Linked DNA regions of Mus musculus: region 1 is linked to region 2. Evidence: chromatin contacts called from public Hi-C data. All regions are on one chromosome and are shown on one strand. Each heading gives the region's core, a stretch centred on a gene start, on an enhancer-like site or on the middle of the called end of the contact. The rest is flanking DNA. Distances are from core to core; before and after follow the strand shown.

Evidence for each region. Hi-C and Micro-C count contacts between places; a contact is called where the count stands out from the background.
Region 1: a contact with region 2 is called in a Hi-C map of bone marrow-derived macrophages, with 15 read pairs. The contact joins two enhancer-like sites. A contact is called at or near these places in 1 of 484 Hi-C or Micro-C datasets (bone marrow-derived macrophages) and 1 of 115 datasets of contacts at active chromatin or transcription factors (large pre-B cells).

What each region holds. Positions count from the first base shown.
Region 1 is chr16:24,197,159-24,202,277 of GRCm38.p6, forward strand. The region is part of intron 1 of Gm31814 (a long non-coding RNA gene); the gene reads right to left. Among named protein-coding and RNA genes, the nearest start is that of Gm32126, 40 kb to the left of the region's middle. Within about 2 kb of position 2,788, at least 76 of the 459 cell types and tissues checked have an H3K27ac peak or open chromatin away from gene starts, as enhancers often do. A contact at or near this core is called in bone marrow-derived macrophages, where this site is marked.
Region 2 is chr16:24,668,640-24,673,769 of GRCm38.p6, forward strand. All of the region lies in intron 6 of Lpp (LIM domain containing preferred translocation partner in lipoma), which reads left to right. Among named protein-coding and RNA genes, the nearest start is that of Mir28a, 160 kb to the right of the region's middle. Within about 2 kb of position 1,327, at least 16 of the 459 cell types and tissues checked have an H3K27ac peak or open chromatin away from gene starts, as enhancers often do. A contact at or near this core is called in bone marrow-derived macrophages, where this site is marked.

The sequences.
Region 1 (5,119 bases), core at 1,538-4,037, 470 kb before region 2:
CAGTTATAACTTGTAAAGGCCAACCCCTAGCGACCCACTTCCAATAGTCCGGCCTCACCTTCCATGACTCCACAAACTTTAAAATAGTAGCACAAGCTGGAACCAAGTATTCAAACTGTAAGCCTATGGGAGGGGGGGACCTCCACATTCAAGTCTTCATGCAAGCCAGATTCTTCATGGAAGTTTGGCAGGAGAATGTTCCATGTCTTTCTGACCTGCTTGTGTTGTACCAATGAAAACCAAAAGCACTTTGGGGTGTTTTTGTTTAGGAGATCAGCAACCTAGGATGTTGCTCTGGGCAACTTTTACACATGTCATTTCCAGGCTTCTGTTACCAAACGGACCAAAAGGACAGGAACCTGGTGATGCTGACTTTAGACATCAATTCATGTGTGTGTGTGTGTGTGTGTGTGTGTGTGTGTGTGTGTGTGTGTGTGTGTGTTTTAAATCTATGACTGCTAGAGTCACCCAATCACATTGAAATTGATTTTTAAGATGTTGCAGGTGTGCTTCTATTCCTTAAGAAAATACCTCTGGATTTTCTAGTAAAAATGTCTGCCGGCTTTATTTAGTCAAGTTTCTTTCTCCCTTCTTTTCTTTGACAATGAAAGCAGGTTTGGTGCCAACACTCAGATCTGGCAGATGTTTGATGACACATGTTCCTGATAAATGTTGATTACATAAGTTCATTCACGCTAGCTACCATAGCTTTTGAGGCCTCGCTGCTACTTAATATAAACTCTCCTTGGAAACCAGATGTCCGACACACGCCACAACAATCTATTTTATTCATCATTCCTCTGAGTCCTCTGAGTCCTCTGGGTCCCCTGGGTTCTCTGGGTTCTCTGGGTCCTCTGGGTGTCTGGTTCATTGAAGCAGGAAAAGATCCTGGTACCCAGATCCTGATTCTGCCATAAGTGAGCTGCGTGGACCTGGGAAGGCCACTTTATTACTCAGAACTTTAGGTTGTTCATTTCTAAAATCAAGGGGTGGGAGCTGTAATTGACAAGGTCTCAGATGAAGAGACAGACTGGGGGTGGCATGGGGAACAGTCACAGTGAGGCAGGAAGACTTTATGGCCATTCCTCACTGGGGATGTACTTGAACATGATGGCATTCACTGTTTTTATATTGGTTGTTCTCCAGTCCAGAAGGAGGGGGTTAGCAGCTTGGGGCTGGAAGGGATGCAGAGAGGAGTGACTGAGGAGAGCTAGGCTGGTGAGATAGACCTGCAGACAGCATTATTACTGCCCTAGCTTTGGGATACTATTTCTGTGACTGCTAAAGGGAAAGGGCCTTCACAATACTGAAAGAGTAAAATCCTGGAGTGTGGGGGAGGGTCACTAAGCACATTTTCAACCTCAAGGCTATTCTAGATGACTCACTTGGAAGCTTTAATTTTTATGACAGATTATTTTTTTAGAACAGTATTTTTTAGGGGTTCAAAAAGCTTGCATGTAAAGAATTCCAAAGCTGAATGACCATCCAGAGACTACCCCACCTGGGGTTCTATCCCATATACAATAACCAAACACAGAAACTATTGTGGATGCCAATAAGTACTTGCTGACACTCTGCCAATGCCTAACAAATACAGAAGTGGATGCTTATAACCATCCATTGGACTGAGCACAGGGTCCCCAATGAAGGAGCTAGAGAAAGGACCCAAGGAGCTGAAGGGGTTTGTAGCCCCATAGGAGGAACAACAATAGGAACCAACCAGTACTGCCATAGCTCCCAAGGACAAAACCAAAGAAAACACATGGTGGAACTCATAGCTCCAACTGCATATGTAGCAGAGAATGGCCTAGTCGGTCATCAAGGGGAGAAGAGGCCCTTGGTTCTGTGAAGGCTCTAAGTCCCTGTGTAGGGGAATGCTAGGGCCAGGAAGAGTGAGTGGGTAGGTTCATGAGCAGGGGAGGAGGGAAGGGGTAGTGGGTTTTCAGAGGGGAAACCAGGAAAGGGGATAACATTTGAAATGTAAATAAAGAAGATATCTAATTTAAAAAGTTAGGAAACTATGAAAAATAAAAATTAATTAATTAATTAATAATTCAAAGCCAAGTGTTCTAGTAGTCCATAAGGAGTCATGCTGCAGGCTCTTCCTGATGATACTCTGCATACATTCTATCATTTGCTCTTCAAAGCCAGCCTGGGAAATAAAGTGTCAGGAAGACCTTCCTTTACCAGGTGGTAGAAAATCAAGATGCTAACTGGCCGAGCCACTGGTCAAAAACCTCAGGTAGTGGAGATAAGGCTGTGTGTTAGCCCAGAACCCTCACTGCTACCCGGAACTATCCGTTACTACTATGCTCCCAGGCATTCTTCACTGCCCAGGACAACATCCTTTAGCCTCTGGCAGCCAGCTCTGAAGGCCTGGATCAGGGTCATGGCCCCAAGTTCCCCAGACGAATGGAGTGGCATAGATCACCCAGAGCAGCAGGAGAGCCTCGGGTATCAGCTGACTCGCTCACCTGACGTTGTCGGCTCTCTGATGCTCTGGGAGCCAGAGCTGGCAAAATGAGCTCGGGAACCCTCTCCTGACTTCTTATTCTTCTAGAGACTTGGCATTCAAAAACCAAAGAGATTTCCACAGGTCCATCGCCACAGACGTGATTAGGAATTATTTTGTGAAGCCACCTACTAATCCTGCATCCTACTGGCCAAGGTTGGGCAGTTAACAGTTTCTTTAGGGACTTCCATTAGCCAACCTAACCGATAAAGTCCAGAGGGACTAAAGCAGAAAGAAATGTGACGGCCTATGAGTCACTCAGTCTCGACCTTCAGCATGTTTTGAAAACGCATTGTGAAATGCTTTCCAATCAATACAGCGCTGGGCAGTAACAAGGCTGGGTGGGGGTTGTGCAAGAAGGGAAGCGGACCATTTATGCTGGGTCATTTGAGAGGCTCCAAGTTCTTACTGAGAGAAGGACCTAAAAACACAAGGTCCCCATAACAGCGTTTAAACGGAATCACAGAAAACCAAGCACCAACAGGGAACAAAAGTGGACACCTTTCTTCTCGGCAGAATAGCGAAATGGGTGGCTTATATTTACACCCCCAAGCTAGAGAGTCTATTCCTTCCTGTCAAAGTCCAAGACTGGTGTTAACCCCAAATGGCTGCTAGACGCTTCCATGCTGCCGACAGCAGCCTAACCTTCAGGCATTGCGAGCAAGTGAGTGATCTAGCAAGTGTCTGAGGTGAAGGAAGCAGCTGGTGAGAGGCAGGTGCACAGAACGCGGAAGCTGAAGATGGCTCAAGGTCCACCTGCCACTTGCAAGGCCTCTGACTGTGGGAGCAGTCACATTCCCTGTCAGACCCTTTTCTTTCTACCAAGGAGAGAAGGCATCTGCCCCATGGATCACATGAAACTTGAAAGTGATGAGGGCCATGCAGACTCTTTGCAAGCTCCACATGCACACAGAGGACTATTATTAGTGGAAACCCATCAGCATGATTTTGCAAAGGCAGATGGAAAGAATTTCCCACTTAAAGAATGGCACTCAGGTATGACTTTGTGGTTAGAGGCCAAAACCAATCCTGAAGATGAGCCTGTACACATGACAGAGAACATTTGGGTACCAGTTGGTGCCAGGCTCAATTAGTTGCTAGCTTGGGTGCCTGGGAAATGCTTAACAACTGTTTCTACAGTGGTTAAAAATAAATAAATAAATAAAAATATAAGATTGGCTGTAAGTATTTGCACCACAGCGCTATTGAGGCCACAATATCAGTAACACGGGGTAAGGAAAAAAGGCCCACAGCTGGCCCACACGTGTAAGTACAGCCAGATCAGGCTCTGCTCCCCACTAGAAACATCTGAAAGATTAGTTGGTACAAGTACTTTGAAAGCCCATTCGACTCATGCCACCTGAGTTTTAACAAACAAAGCCGCTCCATGTCTTCCTCTAAAGCTTCAAATGAGAATTCGTACTTTTATTTAAACTTGTCCTGGTCATTGTTGCAGAGAATCTTAACTGTGTCTTTGTCAAAATTGTTGGTTCCTAAACCACAAGCCTGACATTGTGCGTATGTGTGTGGAGGAGGGGGGAGGGTCAGGGGAACCCTTGGTTTTCAAATCTAAGGACTGAAGAGTTGATCAAACAGGATAGGATGGAACAGTACAGGGAAGAGGAGAAAAGTCTGGGACCGATTATTAGCAGTCTCAGCGGTGACACTTGTACGGGTGGCCTGTTTTCTGAGGCCCAGATTCTATCTGTAAAATGGGAAGTGCTCTCTGCCTTTGCCTCACTCCCAGCGCTACAACGGAGACTTAAGCGCTAGCGCAGGGGCAGGAGTTCTGAAACCAGCAACCTTGTGTTGGCTTTGAACTGTTGTATATTTACTTGGATATTATTACTCAAACATGGATTTGATTTCTCAGCTTCAGAACTGATGATAAGTAGGACTCGTGCTGGGGCAGACAAGCCCTGCCCCGCAACTCAAATCCTATTTCTGGAGGCTGGGCCCCTGTAGAGTGTCTGCAGCTAAGTATAGCTGTGCTCAAGAAGGGCTGTAAGACCCACAGAACAGCCCCTGAGGGCGATAGGGAAGCGGTACTGCCCAGGGCTAAGGGCCATTGGGAACTGCTTTTGCCCACAAGCCTTCGCACCAGCAGTGATCCGTGAAGGTTAAAAAAACAATGTTCAACCCAAACTCTGTCAGACAGGACTTTATCACAACTACCAAGAGCGGGCTAGGGTCCCAGCCAACATTGAAAAGCATTATGGGGACCTGGGAATCTGTATTTTAAATAATTGTCCATATTCATTTACTTACAAGCAGTACTGAACAAAAAAAGAAAAAAAAAGTCCCTTTGTGTGCTATGAAACCTGATGGAGTAGACCGAAAGAAAGATTCTCTATTGATTGGCGCAAACACTCAGTGAGAAGCAATGCCTGTTGGGGGAGACCCTGCCTGTGCCTTGGGAACCCTCATAACACACTGCTAGACTAGGCTTCTTTGTCCTTCATCACTAGCAGATTGAGGTCTCTGTCCACCCAGCCACACACAAGGTGGTCAAGTCCTAGGGAGGCATAGTCGATCTCTGTGAAGGACTTCTCCTTGCTGCCTAGCTTTTACCAAGCGTCCTCCGAGAGACAATTAGGACACATCTAT
Region 2 (5,130 bases), core at 77-2,576:
TACAAATGACTCATTGCTTTTATTCTAATTTTTTCTCATTACAGCTAAATGTCCCTAAACAGTTAATGTTCAAAAAATTGTTATTTCCTTCCTGTGCTTCTGTACTGCCAGCCACATGGATTTTCTTCTTTTATTGAACTGTTCAGGGGACACCATGACTTATCTTACTTACTCTCACAACCCAGTGACTTCTCTGTATGATCTTTGCTGTATTGATATGATGCTTCCATTCTTAAACAATACCAAGTTAAATTTCCTTGTTTTATGTTTGCTGGCTGATACTTGTTTATCTATTGACTGGCCAGTATTTTTTTTTAATTAAAAGAAGAGCTGTACTTTATTTTCCACTGTCTTGTTCATGGTTTCGACCAGTCCTGCCTTCTTGTAATCCTTCTCTGTTTCTGTCATGACATACCTGATGCACCATTGCTCAATGATAAAAAGCTCCCGTGTGATCCTTGGGAACATGTTTACAGCTTCACCTGCAAAATGACAAGTTGAAGAATATTTTCCTAGAAAACCATTCTGTCTAGCAATGTCTACCTCATTGTAAATGCTACCTTGAAATCCGACTACAGAGATAAGCAGCTACTGCTGCTTAATGTTCCCTTCATCTGATGTATGCATCTTCGTGGAGTGATGCAATTAGTCCTGGACATTGATCCTGACTTTCTGCTATATTCTATAAAGTTAGAATTGCAGCATAGTATAGAGAAGTCCTACAGAAGTAATTTGATATCATAAGTCACCAACTCCCTGATTTATCTGTTCCTATTCTAACCAGTTCTTGTTCTGAGGGAACAGGAGGCCTACATTTCTCAGCTGGCCCACCTGTTCATACCACCCCAGTTACTAGAAGAGCTGGTCACTAGCTCCGTGACAGGCTTCTGTGTTCCTGGGTGTGTGTTCTTCCCATTATCTTCCATTTCATTTCCATTTTAGTACCCACCCAAAATATGATGATTTAGCTCCTATGTCATCCATAGTCCTTATTTTATTGGAAGAATATAGATTAGGAACTTAGTTGATATTCATAGATTGGTTGTTGATTGTTTGATTTCACAGTAGGAAACTTGGAAAGCAGAGAGTGCGCTATGTATCACACTTAACCTTTTGCTGCTAGTGTGAGCTTGCAAAGAGTTTACCATGTACTACTTTTGCTGGCATGGGGTGATAAAGATAGGAAATGGGAGAGGAAGTTATATAGTTCTTGTGCAAATCTAGGTTTTCTATTTTTCCTGTTTTGCTACTGTTTGGAAAGTACAGCCTCCGTTCATGGCAGCCTCACATGTGTTTCCTTAGTGCCATTTCAAAAAGGGGGAAATAAATATGGCATTTTTTTCATAGTGAGAATAGTAAAATCACGAAGATTTCCCCTTTTTCTGTTGGTGAAACTTCAATCGCACTAGGCACAGATTCCTCTACTTCAGCTATGTGTGCCAAGGCAAAGCACACAGAACAGCATACTAGAGCTGTAAAAACCAGGATAACAAGAAATGCTACAGAACCCTTACATTGCACAGTAGTAGGGAGGCCTGGGAGCCAGTGACTCTGCTACTCCACACTCAGTGGCCTGTTTACCCAGCTAGGTATTGTCTTCAGACAAAGGACGCTCTGGACTTCCTATACAGGGAAGCTGTATTTCTTTGATAAAGCTCTTCCTTCCACATAACTGTGCATGGTGAAATTCACCCTGAGTGTCTTACAGTCCCTACACACAGTTCTAATAAATGAATTGTTCTCTTTGGCAGTTAGGATGGCATTTGAGGAAGTTTTGTAATCTAAAGCTTTATGCATTATTAGAGAGCAATAAAAAGCTGTCTGTTCAAGCCTATGGTGATCTGCTATGGACTCCAAAGGGTGGGGCCCAACTGTGCAGCAGAAGAAACAGTAGTAGATCTTGTAGTGGCCCTGATGGCTGCCATTGGTAATTCTGGAAAAGAGAATGGTTTCTGGAGGATGTGGAGAACACAGAGGCAGGATGCTTACAGGATTCTTGCTTTCTTCTAGGTGGGTGGCTTGGCTTGTTTTTGTGTTTGTGGAATGAGAATATTCTCTGAGGCAAATGTTAAGTGTGTATTTCTAGAAGAGATGTTGATAATAATCCCTCATCAATGAACAGTTCTGTGCAGTCTCCAGATAGTATTGTGGCAGGAGGGTGAAAATAATGCCTTGATAAGTCCTGGATTTTTTTGTATTGCTATTGTTCTTTAATTAAATGTGTATTAAGCTCCAACAAGGCGCTATGAAGAATGTCAACTTACAGATGATTTTCAGCATACTCAGAAGATTTATAAACACCAATAAATGGAAAGTCACAGCCCCCCTCTGAGGTGGTAAACATATTTGTTCTTCCTACAAATGAGAAGTGCAATAGGCTGTACTCAACCCGACCAGGACTGAGGGTGAGAATTGAGAACTGTTGAACAGAGAGAAAAGCATTTTCCATCACTAGGAATTGGATTAGAATGTATTATTAAGGAACTATGCCTAAATGTGCTTAGAGTTGTGAGGTTTTAATTAAATTGTTCCAGTTACTGTTAACATTTGGGTTAGAAAGAGGCTGCCAACGTATGACACTATGTTTCAGATTTAGTGTCGAAAATAATTGGGAAAGAGACAGAATACTTGATACTGAAGAATTTAGATTTGTTCACTCTATGGGAGGTGCTAGGGATGTACCTTCTAATAGATATCTCAGCTATTTCTACAATCAAAGATGGTATATGTTCCCTTTGAAACCCAATTCTTGCTTGTCTTTGTTAACATAGCCTTTCCTTGGAACCAGGACTTTTCGTTTACACAGTAACCATTTCCAGACCTTATTTAGTTGGTACAGTTACAGAAGGCCTGTCACATGCTTAAGTTCCTCTCCTGTCACCTGGTCTCCAAGTTATCTCCTCAGGTTGTGATATTATTCCCCTGTTTCTTAAGTAAAAACCAAAATGAAGAGCACATGGATTTGTTAAGAGTATGTGCCTTTAAATCCTTGCCATTTAAAGCCAGTGGGACTTAGATTCCACCTTAAGTGTGAACAGCAAACAGGAGACTTAACTGAGAAAGTTAGTTGAAGGCAAATATGTCTACAAATAAAACTCATGGCTGAAAGATGGGAGCGGTGGAAAGTGCAGGTGGAATGACCAGTTCAGGCTTTCAGTTTTCCTTTGTTTGGTGTCTTTATTCACACAGACTCAGCACTGAGCCCTTGCCAAGAGCACAGTAGGTCTTTGATTATCATTGACTCTCAATAGTCTGTGAACAAGGAAGCATTTGTCAGGAAGGACTGCACTGCAGAGGCATGGGCACCATTCAGACTCAAGGAAGGATTTATAAGTTGAGATGAGAGTAGTGAGACTTGAAGACTCCATCCTCTAGGATGGCAAAGTCACCTGTCATGGCCACCTGTCAATTTGTAATGTACCAGCTAGGTGCATGCTCCAGTCATGATTGTTGGACTCATTGTAGAATCATACTCATTCCTGACTAAGGGGAGATCAGATAAGTGTTTTTCTTATTTGTTCTCAAACTCACTTTTTATCAGTGGTAACCTTGGACATAAAAATAGGAATTTCTGTTGGGAGTGTTAATGTAAACTATCTGAGAACTTCCTAAAATATATGTGATTCATACCATGTGTTTGTTCCCACATCAACACGGAATCCCAAGATGCAATTACCCATGCCCAGTCTCTGCTTCGTCATGGGGCTGTGTTTATCCTTTAGCTATCTGCATTTGGGAGTAGGGCCAAGCACCCTGTAAGATCCGCACATGTGCACAGTGTGATCGATCACACACGACCCTTTGAATCTGACCTTGGTGTCGTCTCTCCCAAAGCACAGCCCTGTTGCACACACAGTACATTGCACTGTTCCCCCAGAATCCCCTGTTCTTCAGCTGAACACCTTAAATGGTCTTGTCCATCCAAGGTCAAGACTTTTCTCCTTCGTCCATGCAGCTCTGTCTGTTTTTCATGCTTTCTCTCTTCTCTCTGTTTTTGATTTTTTTCATTTCATGTCTTTTGTCTCATATTCTTTCCCACTTGAAAACTTCTAATGAGATTTGCGGATAAAACCACAGTGGGAGGACTGATCCTCCCTTCTTTCTCTGTCCTCCTCTGTGCCTCTTCTCCGTCCCTTCTCTTTCCTTTAAAGGCCACCACTTTCTACTTTGCCATCTACATTCTTGTCCATCATGCCAGTACATTCTTAATATTTAATAACATTTATAGAAAAGTGAATGGAAACTATCTTACATTAGGTATTGGTTGTTAGAGAGAGTGGTATCAAAGCTAGGGTTTTTGTTGAAATTGAAAGTCTCTCTTTCTTTGTCTCTCTCACTGTCTGTCTGTCTGTCTGTCTGACTGTCTATGTGTGTATATAATCCAGAACTAAGTGATTCTCGTAGGCAAATAACTGACTTGAGAAATACATAACTGACTAAGTTATCTCCAGGAATTTGCTCATATATCCCTCCCCATCTCTGGAACCCAGATTTAAAATAGATGGTGGTATCCAAATTTTGGTCCCCTTGCTTCTGGGATGCAATGACTACTCTTATGTCAACTTAACATCCAAGATAGAGTTATCTGAAAGGAGGGAACCTTAATTGAGGAAATGCTTCTATATGACCCAGGTGTAAGGCATTTTTAAAATTAGTTATTCATGGGGGAGGGCCTATCCCATTGTGGATATGTCAATCCCTGGGCAAGTAGTCCTGGATTCTATAATACAATACACCAAGCAAGCCACGGAAAGCAAACCATGTCCTATACATCAGATTCTGCCTCTAGAATACTGTCTGTCCTGCTTAAGTTTCTATCTGGAGTTTCTTCAGTGTGGAAGCACAAACCTGATAAACCCTTTCCTCCACAAGTTCCTTTGGTTATGGTGTTTCATCAAAGCAATGGTGACCCTAACTATGACATGGGGCAAGAACTTTACCAATTTTGCCATTTCCCATATCAATGGAGCTTTTCTTTTTATGTGATTACATCTATGACCTCATTCTTGAAAATTTAAAAAAGCTCATTCAATCTCAGCTTGACTGTAGAAAGGATCTCCCCTATTTTCCAATCCATTTTGATGTAAACCAAAGTATAAGGGCTTAGCAGAGAGACATTTTCGGCTCGAG